Regions from separate parts of the Ovis aries genome. Here region 2 is linked to region 1. Evidence: chromatin contacts called from public Hi-C data. All regions are on one chromosome and are shown on one strand. The core of a region is the stretch at or near the end of the contact, and the rest is flanking DNA. Distances in the headings are between cores, read along the strand shown.

What was found. A called contact is a pair of places that touch in the nucleus more often than the background predicts.
Region 2: a contact with region 1 is called in a Hi-C map of liver, with 2.6 times the contacts expected there. The contact joins the enhancer-like site here to the promoter of SRGAP2 in region 1. A contact is called at or near these places in 3 of 16 Hi-C or Micro-C datasets (hypothalamus, liver and tail adipose tissue).

Annotation. Positions count from the first base shown.
Region 1 is chr12:3,814,042-3,817,136 of ARS-UI_Ramb_v3.0, reverse strand. SRGAP2 (SLIT-ROBO Rho GTPase activating protein 2) reads right to left here and starts at 1,565. Exons shown (of 23, transcript XM_027976230.2): 1 at 1,462-1,565. It overlaps FAM72A (family with sequence similarity 72 member A), which reads left to right and starts at 2,223. Exons shown (of 3, transcript XM_027976226.3): 1 at 2,223-3,095.
Region 2 is chr12:4,025,648-4,028,742 of ARS-UI_Ramb_v3.0, reverse strand. It overlaps SRGAP2 (SLIT-ROBO Rho GTPase activating protein 2), which reads right to left. Exons shown (of 23, transcript XM_027976230.2): 12 at 1,669-1,696; 13 at 1-19. Among named protein-coding and RNA genes, the nearest start is that of IKBKE, 51 kb to the left of the region's middle. Within about 2 kb of position 1,617, at least 17 of the 54 cell types and tissues checked have an H3K27ac peak or open chromatin away from gene starts, as enhancers often do. A contact at or near this core is called in liver and tail adipose tissue, where this site is marked.

The sequences.
Region 1 (3,095 bases), core at 316-2,815:
GACTCCGACGCGGCCCCCGATCCCAGCGGGGGCAACTGCCTGGACTTCAAAGGGGATCAAAGCCGGGAAGGGACAAGTCACCCGGGCACAACTTTTCTTCCCCTCCGCCCCTCCTGCCAGTTGTTTTGTTTTGGTTACTAGCTTCTCTTGGCAGCAAAATGTTGGGTTGGGGGGGCGGGGGGGGGGGGAATGATCTGCAGGAAAAAAAAAAAGGCTGCTCGGTGTGGGACACATCCAGGAAAACAATGTGGTCGGCAGAAGCAGGAAACGGGTTAGAGGCGAGGGTCGGAGTCGGGAAAACCGGGAAGGCAGGGCGGGGGCGGGGGGTGCGGAAGGCAGCCACCGCCTCTCCCAAGTCAGGGACCACAGCGACTCTAAATGCCACCCCCAATTGATCACCCGAGCTCAGAGATCCCAGACACCGCACCCAATCCCAGGCTGGGGGGTGGGGGCGGGGGGAGGTCTTTGAGGTTCGCGGCCCCGACTCCTGGCACCAGGAGGTCCCCCAGGAGATTCCGCTCGGACCCAGGCCCAGGAGGCGGGAGAGACGAGGACTTGAGTGCAGAGCGGCATGTCTCGCTCCGGGACGCGCCGCGGCGGCGACCCTCCCTCTCTGGCCGCCCCTTTCCCTTTCCGCGCCGGGAGTCTCCCACTTCCCGCGCCTGGAGAAAGGGCCGCAGCGAGGGAGGAGCGGGGAGCCGGAGCGGCGGCGTGGTGCTTCAGACTGGCAGGAAGCAGGGGGAGGAGGGGGTGTGAGAGGTGGGGTCCGAAGACTGCACGCGGACGTGGGATGAGTGGAGCTTCTGCACATGCTTGATAGGCGGGGAGCCGGCAGGGGAAGGGCTACCTTGGGGGTGAGGGGGTAGTTAAGAGACTATCGTGGGCCGCAGTGGTACGGGCGGCGCTACGATGTTAGTAACTCTGGGGGCGCAGAGGCAGGTCCGAGAAGGCGAGTGCGTGAAGAGGGGCCCGTTCCGGGCGGGCCGGGGGGCTGAGGCCGGAGAAGAGCCTCGGAAACAGCGCGGAACACCCGTCTTTCTGGGTCCAGGGCTGTGACTGGGCTCTCCGCCAAGGCTTGGAGACAGAGGCAGAGGGCAGTCGTTGGTCACGGATGATGCCAACGACGGCTGCCCAAAGGTGCACCGAGGCTGCCCGTGTGCAGGGGGTTTGGGGGGGGGGGGGTGCTGGGAGCTTGCGCCGCGGCGCGAGAGCCAAGGCAGGGTCCCGGGCAGGACGGTGAAGGGCGGAGACGCAGCCCTAAAGAAGCACTGTGGGCTGCGCCGGGAGACGGGGAGAGGGTCCGGAGGGAGGGGGCCTGAGGGGTTCCGGGCGGCAGCGCGAGGGCGATGCCGAGAGCCACATCCGCGCCCTCTCCTTCCCGCCTCTGCCGCCCGGTCTGTCCAGTCTGGGCTCCAGTCCCGCGGCGGGCGAGAAGAAAAGGGAGAGGGACGGAGCCTTTACCTGGCTCTGACGCGACGGGTCCTGCGCCCCCGGCTCCGCTTCCCACTAGGAGCTCTCCTCCCTTCTCGTCCCCGCCACCCGCTTCTACGCAGATCGGTCCCCTTAGTCCCCCGAGGAGCCTCTGCCAACTCCACAGGACCCCGCCGGGAAGCAGGGCCCACCCTCCTGCCAATCAGCGCCCGCTTTCTATCGACCGATGGGGCCCATAGCCAATAGGAACAGCTGATCCCGAGAGGCCAGGAATAAGGAGGAGGAGCTGGCGAAACCCTGGAGGTGTGACTAGCACCGTCGAGGCGTGGTCACAGAGTTAAACTCCTCCCCGGGCGGCCGAGCCCCACAGTAGAATGGAAGGGCGGGATTAAGAGAGAACCAACAGCCAAACACACACTTCTGAGGGGAGGCCCGGCCGATTGGGCCGGGGGTAGAGGGGCGGGGCGTTGCGGAGAATTCTAGCCAATGCAGAGTAGAGCGCGGCGGGGCCTGTGGAACGTCTGCAAATGAGAAGCGTGGTGGGCGTGCCTTGTTCTCTCACTCTGGCGAGGGGTGGCCTCGCCGAATCCTCGCGAGCGGACCAATGAGATCGGAGGCGGGGCCAAGCTCTGCCAACCAGCAAGCCGAGTTTTATCTAGGCACCGTTACTGGGGCGGGGCGTCGGCGTTCCTGACCACTGAGATCGCCTCAGAGGCCGGCTCCCGAGCCTTCCAATGCGGGACGTGGGCGAACTCTAGTTCTCCCAATCGGTGCACGGCGCCGGCCGATTCAAACTGACAGCGGGTTGGAAAGGCCGAGAGCGGAAGAGCGAGCAAAAAGCGACGTGTGCGGTGGCAGAGACCCCCCAACGCCGACCGAGCCCGCAAAGCGACCTCTGCCCCGCCCTGCCGACAGCCCCCCGCGCTCTGGAGCGGCCGCTCGGGAAAGACTTGAGGGATCGGCGGGAGCCGCGAGGGAAAGCTGAGGGGAGGGAGACGCAGGAGGAACGACGCGAGAGCCCGCACGCTGAGGGCTGGGGACTGTGCCAGGAAAGAAGTGAAGCCGGGGTCTCGCGAACTGGCAGAGAGGAGAAGGGTCGCGGGAGGGTTAAGGGATACCCACGCTCGCCTGTGGGAAAAACGGAGGGGGTTTCTGAATCCTGAGGAGAGGAGAAAGATTTCCACAGAGGAATCGTGGGTAGGGAACCTTAGCCCCGTATCCCGAGAGAGAGAGAGAGAGAGAGAGAGAGAGAGAGAGAGAGAGGAATCGGAGCGCTCCGAGCGAGGAGGCTTGAGTAGGAACCTGTAGGTAAAAGCCTGTCAGCGAGAAGCTAAGGGAAGTGCAAAAGGAACTAAGGGACAGACGATCCTTCATAGGACAGGAAAACTCTAGAGAAGTTCCCCAAGGCACCTTGCAGTTTGCCTGCTCCCCACTTCAAACCCCTCTCCCTTCCCCCCGAAAGTTAAAGAGAAAGCCAAGATTGTTGCTTCTCTGTTCCTACTCAATAAATAGTACTTCTACCCTCGAACGGGAGAACAGAAAAGAACTCATATCCTTCTCAATTGTTGGGCTTAGAAAAGCTCGAGGCCTCACAATTTGCTTTTTAGCCTGGGGGAATCAAACGAGGGAGGGTATTGCTCCAAAATCCCACACCTCATCCTTCC
Region 2 (3,095 bases), core at 368-2,867, 210 kb before region 1:
CCTCACAGTTGAGCTACGCCTGCAGTCAATGGGGAGGAAAAAGAGAAAACGGGATTAAAAACAATCTGTGAGGTGGCTAATGAAATAAGTCACATTAATCAGCTCAGGTCCAGAAGTGGCTAAGAGACTTGATAAGTTACCTTTCAAATAAAAGCCCAATCAAGCGCTTTTCACAAAAGCTTAGAGGCCTCTGTTTTTAATGTCTGCCACCATTCAAAAGAAAACTTGGAGGGAACTGGCTCAATTTGCAGTAAAATACGTATGGGTTAGACAACAGGAAGACCTCTGTGCGCAAGGAGACACTAATCAACACCAAAAGAAGCTACGGTTTTCTTTCTTTTGAAAATCCTTAGGGAAAAGTTAGGGAGTGATATTCCTGGAATTTAGAGGGTAGAGGGTCCAGACTGGAAGGAATCTTGGTGATTCCATAGGTCAATGCTTTTCAGGCTGTGTTTAGCCTTGGAAGCCTTTTCTCCAAGGGAATCTGATTCAGACAGCAACCTCCCAAGCAAGGAGAGCAGCTCTATCTCTCTGAGCAAAGGTAGGAGGTAGGGACCATAGCAGGGCTGCTGGGCACCATCTGCCCCTTCCAGTAGGCTGCTCTTAAGGAACTCTCTGGAATCCTAGAGCTTCCTGGATCTAGGTGAATGCTCTCTCTTGTCTTATAGATCAGGAACTGGAGTTCAGAGAGGGAAAGAGAACAGCCCAAGGTCACACAGCAAATAACCCAGCATGAGGAAATTCAGCTCAGCTCTTTTCACTCCTATAGAGCCTTCCGGAGATATGGAACTTCAGGTGAACTCAGACTAAGACTCTATCACCAAGAAGATAGAATCCCATTATCCTGACTCCCTCCAGTCAACAAGACTAGTATATTAATGGGGTCCTTATCGTAATCCACAATGACAAAACGATGAAAGGCAAATGAAGGCATTTTTGAATAATGAGCCTATAATTGTAAACAACCTCATGACTATTTCATGTGCTGGCAGATATAAGTGGTTTATATATAATGGGCTAACCCAGGGTCTCTAAGGAGTCCAGCTCATGAAAGCTCTTCCCCCGTTAAATCGGCACATTTGTAGGCATCTGAGAACCACTGGCTGAATGAAAGCCCTGCTATCCGCCAACTCATGCGTTTTCTCATTGCAGCTCCATGACTGAGAGGGAAAATATTTGGCTGGGGTGGGGGAGGGCGGGGAAGGTGGGGAAGACTGGGAGGGCTGCATACTTGTACATCAGGCGAGGATCTGTACCAGTGCTGCTGGCTAGCAATGCATGGTAATATTTCATTATCCAGCGACACTCACTATTAGAGGCTGTCATCTTTTCCATGTATAAGAAAATTCTCAGGTCAAAGGCTATCTTCTGATCTTCCCTCCCTGGGTCAGAGACTTCCCAAAACCCACATGGTGAAGTCTAGACACTCAGGTAAGGTTTCCAGGGCCCTCCAGCACTGACCATTTCAGGTCACTGGGACTATTTCAGCAAATGGCAATTCCCTTCACTTAGTTCTGCTCAGCAAACCTCATTTCCATTTGAGGCCAGATGGGGTCAGCAAGGCAAAGGGATGGAAGCCACCCCAGCCCTAGGCCACTCCTTCGCAGAGCCATCCAAGGCTGCTAGCTCTCTCCATCCGCCCCCAGGGCTGTCCCAGGCCACACCTACCTGGCCAGACTGCAGTCTGTCCGCTGACCTGTTGGAAAGACAGAGGCAAAAAGCACGTGTTGAAGCAAATGAGGTGAAAGGGGAGACCTGCTCCCAGGAATGAGTGTCTGCCCGTCTCCCCAGGGAGCCTCTAGCCTCAGGCTGTGACTAGACTCCCAGGCGAAAAGGAAGACAGCACCCAGGGCCTCTTTCTGGGCAAGAGCTGTTCCTGCTGCTTGTTCCCAGCCCAGGGCTGCTGGTGTCCTGAAACGCTGGGCTTGCCGACTCTGCTTCCCAGTGGGAAAACGGGTGGACACAAGGGAAAAATAGTAAGGTGGGTCATATCTTAGAGAACACATTATTAGAAACCTTCCTAGAGGTGAAACTTAGCTTTTCTTCTGTGTGTACTGGTGTGTGTATGGTGGGGAGGGAGGGACAAGCTTGCTTGCCCTTCAGTATATGAACACACACACACACACACACACACACACACACACACGTGTGGTGGAGGGTGGAAGGGGAAGAAGGAAGGAATAGTTATTTGGGGAGAATATGCTCCATATGTGGAAGCTCTCGTTTTAGAGTCATACTAAACCCTCAGTGCCAGCAGGTTGGGCTGCATGAGATTTAAAATGCTGATACTGCTATTAGACTGGGGCTCTCAATCCAACAGCAGGCCCTAGTACTAAATTGAAAGGATCACAGCCAGCCTTAAAACATGAGATTGAAGATCTTAACATTCATCTGAAGTATTCTCATGCTTTTAAAAACTTGGGCCATTATGTAATCTGTGTTGCTTTTTTTGGGTCCACAGTTAACCGAGCTTGGTCTGTATGAGACTGTATTAGATACACCACGGAAAGTGTAAGCAAGAACTGAGCTGGAGGACAGATCAGCTCCCATGTTCCTGGAAAGGCAACTGCAAGGGCGGGGGGAGGGCAGGGCTCTATCTTGCCTTTAAAGGTTGCTAATTGTTGATTACAGTTCAGCTCATCCAGAACAACACCCTCCCCCACCCCAACAGTCTCTCTTACTAAAGGCTCAGCTTTCATCTGCAAAAATATTATTCCGAGCCATTATTTCCAACATCTGTCCCATTTCCATTCTGGAATATTCATACACATCAATTATCCCTCTGTGGCAAGAACAAGGGGCTCTTGCGTTTTGATGACAAATGCATACAGAAGGCAGGGACAGGATGACTTGCACACAGGAAGAGCTATTTTTTTTCCTTCTTGCCAGAACTTGTCATCTCTAGATGAAGGCACTGCACAGCACTAATGAACGGTCGCCACCCTTCGCCCCCTGTGGTAGCACATTGGGTATATGCATGTGTGTTGCAAACCCATCCTCTCTTTCTCTCTCTCTCTCTCTCTCTCTCTCTCTCTCTCACACACACACACACACACACACACACACACACACACACAGAGTCTCTCTCACACTCA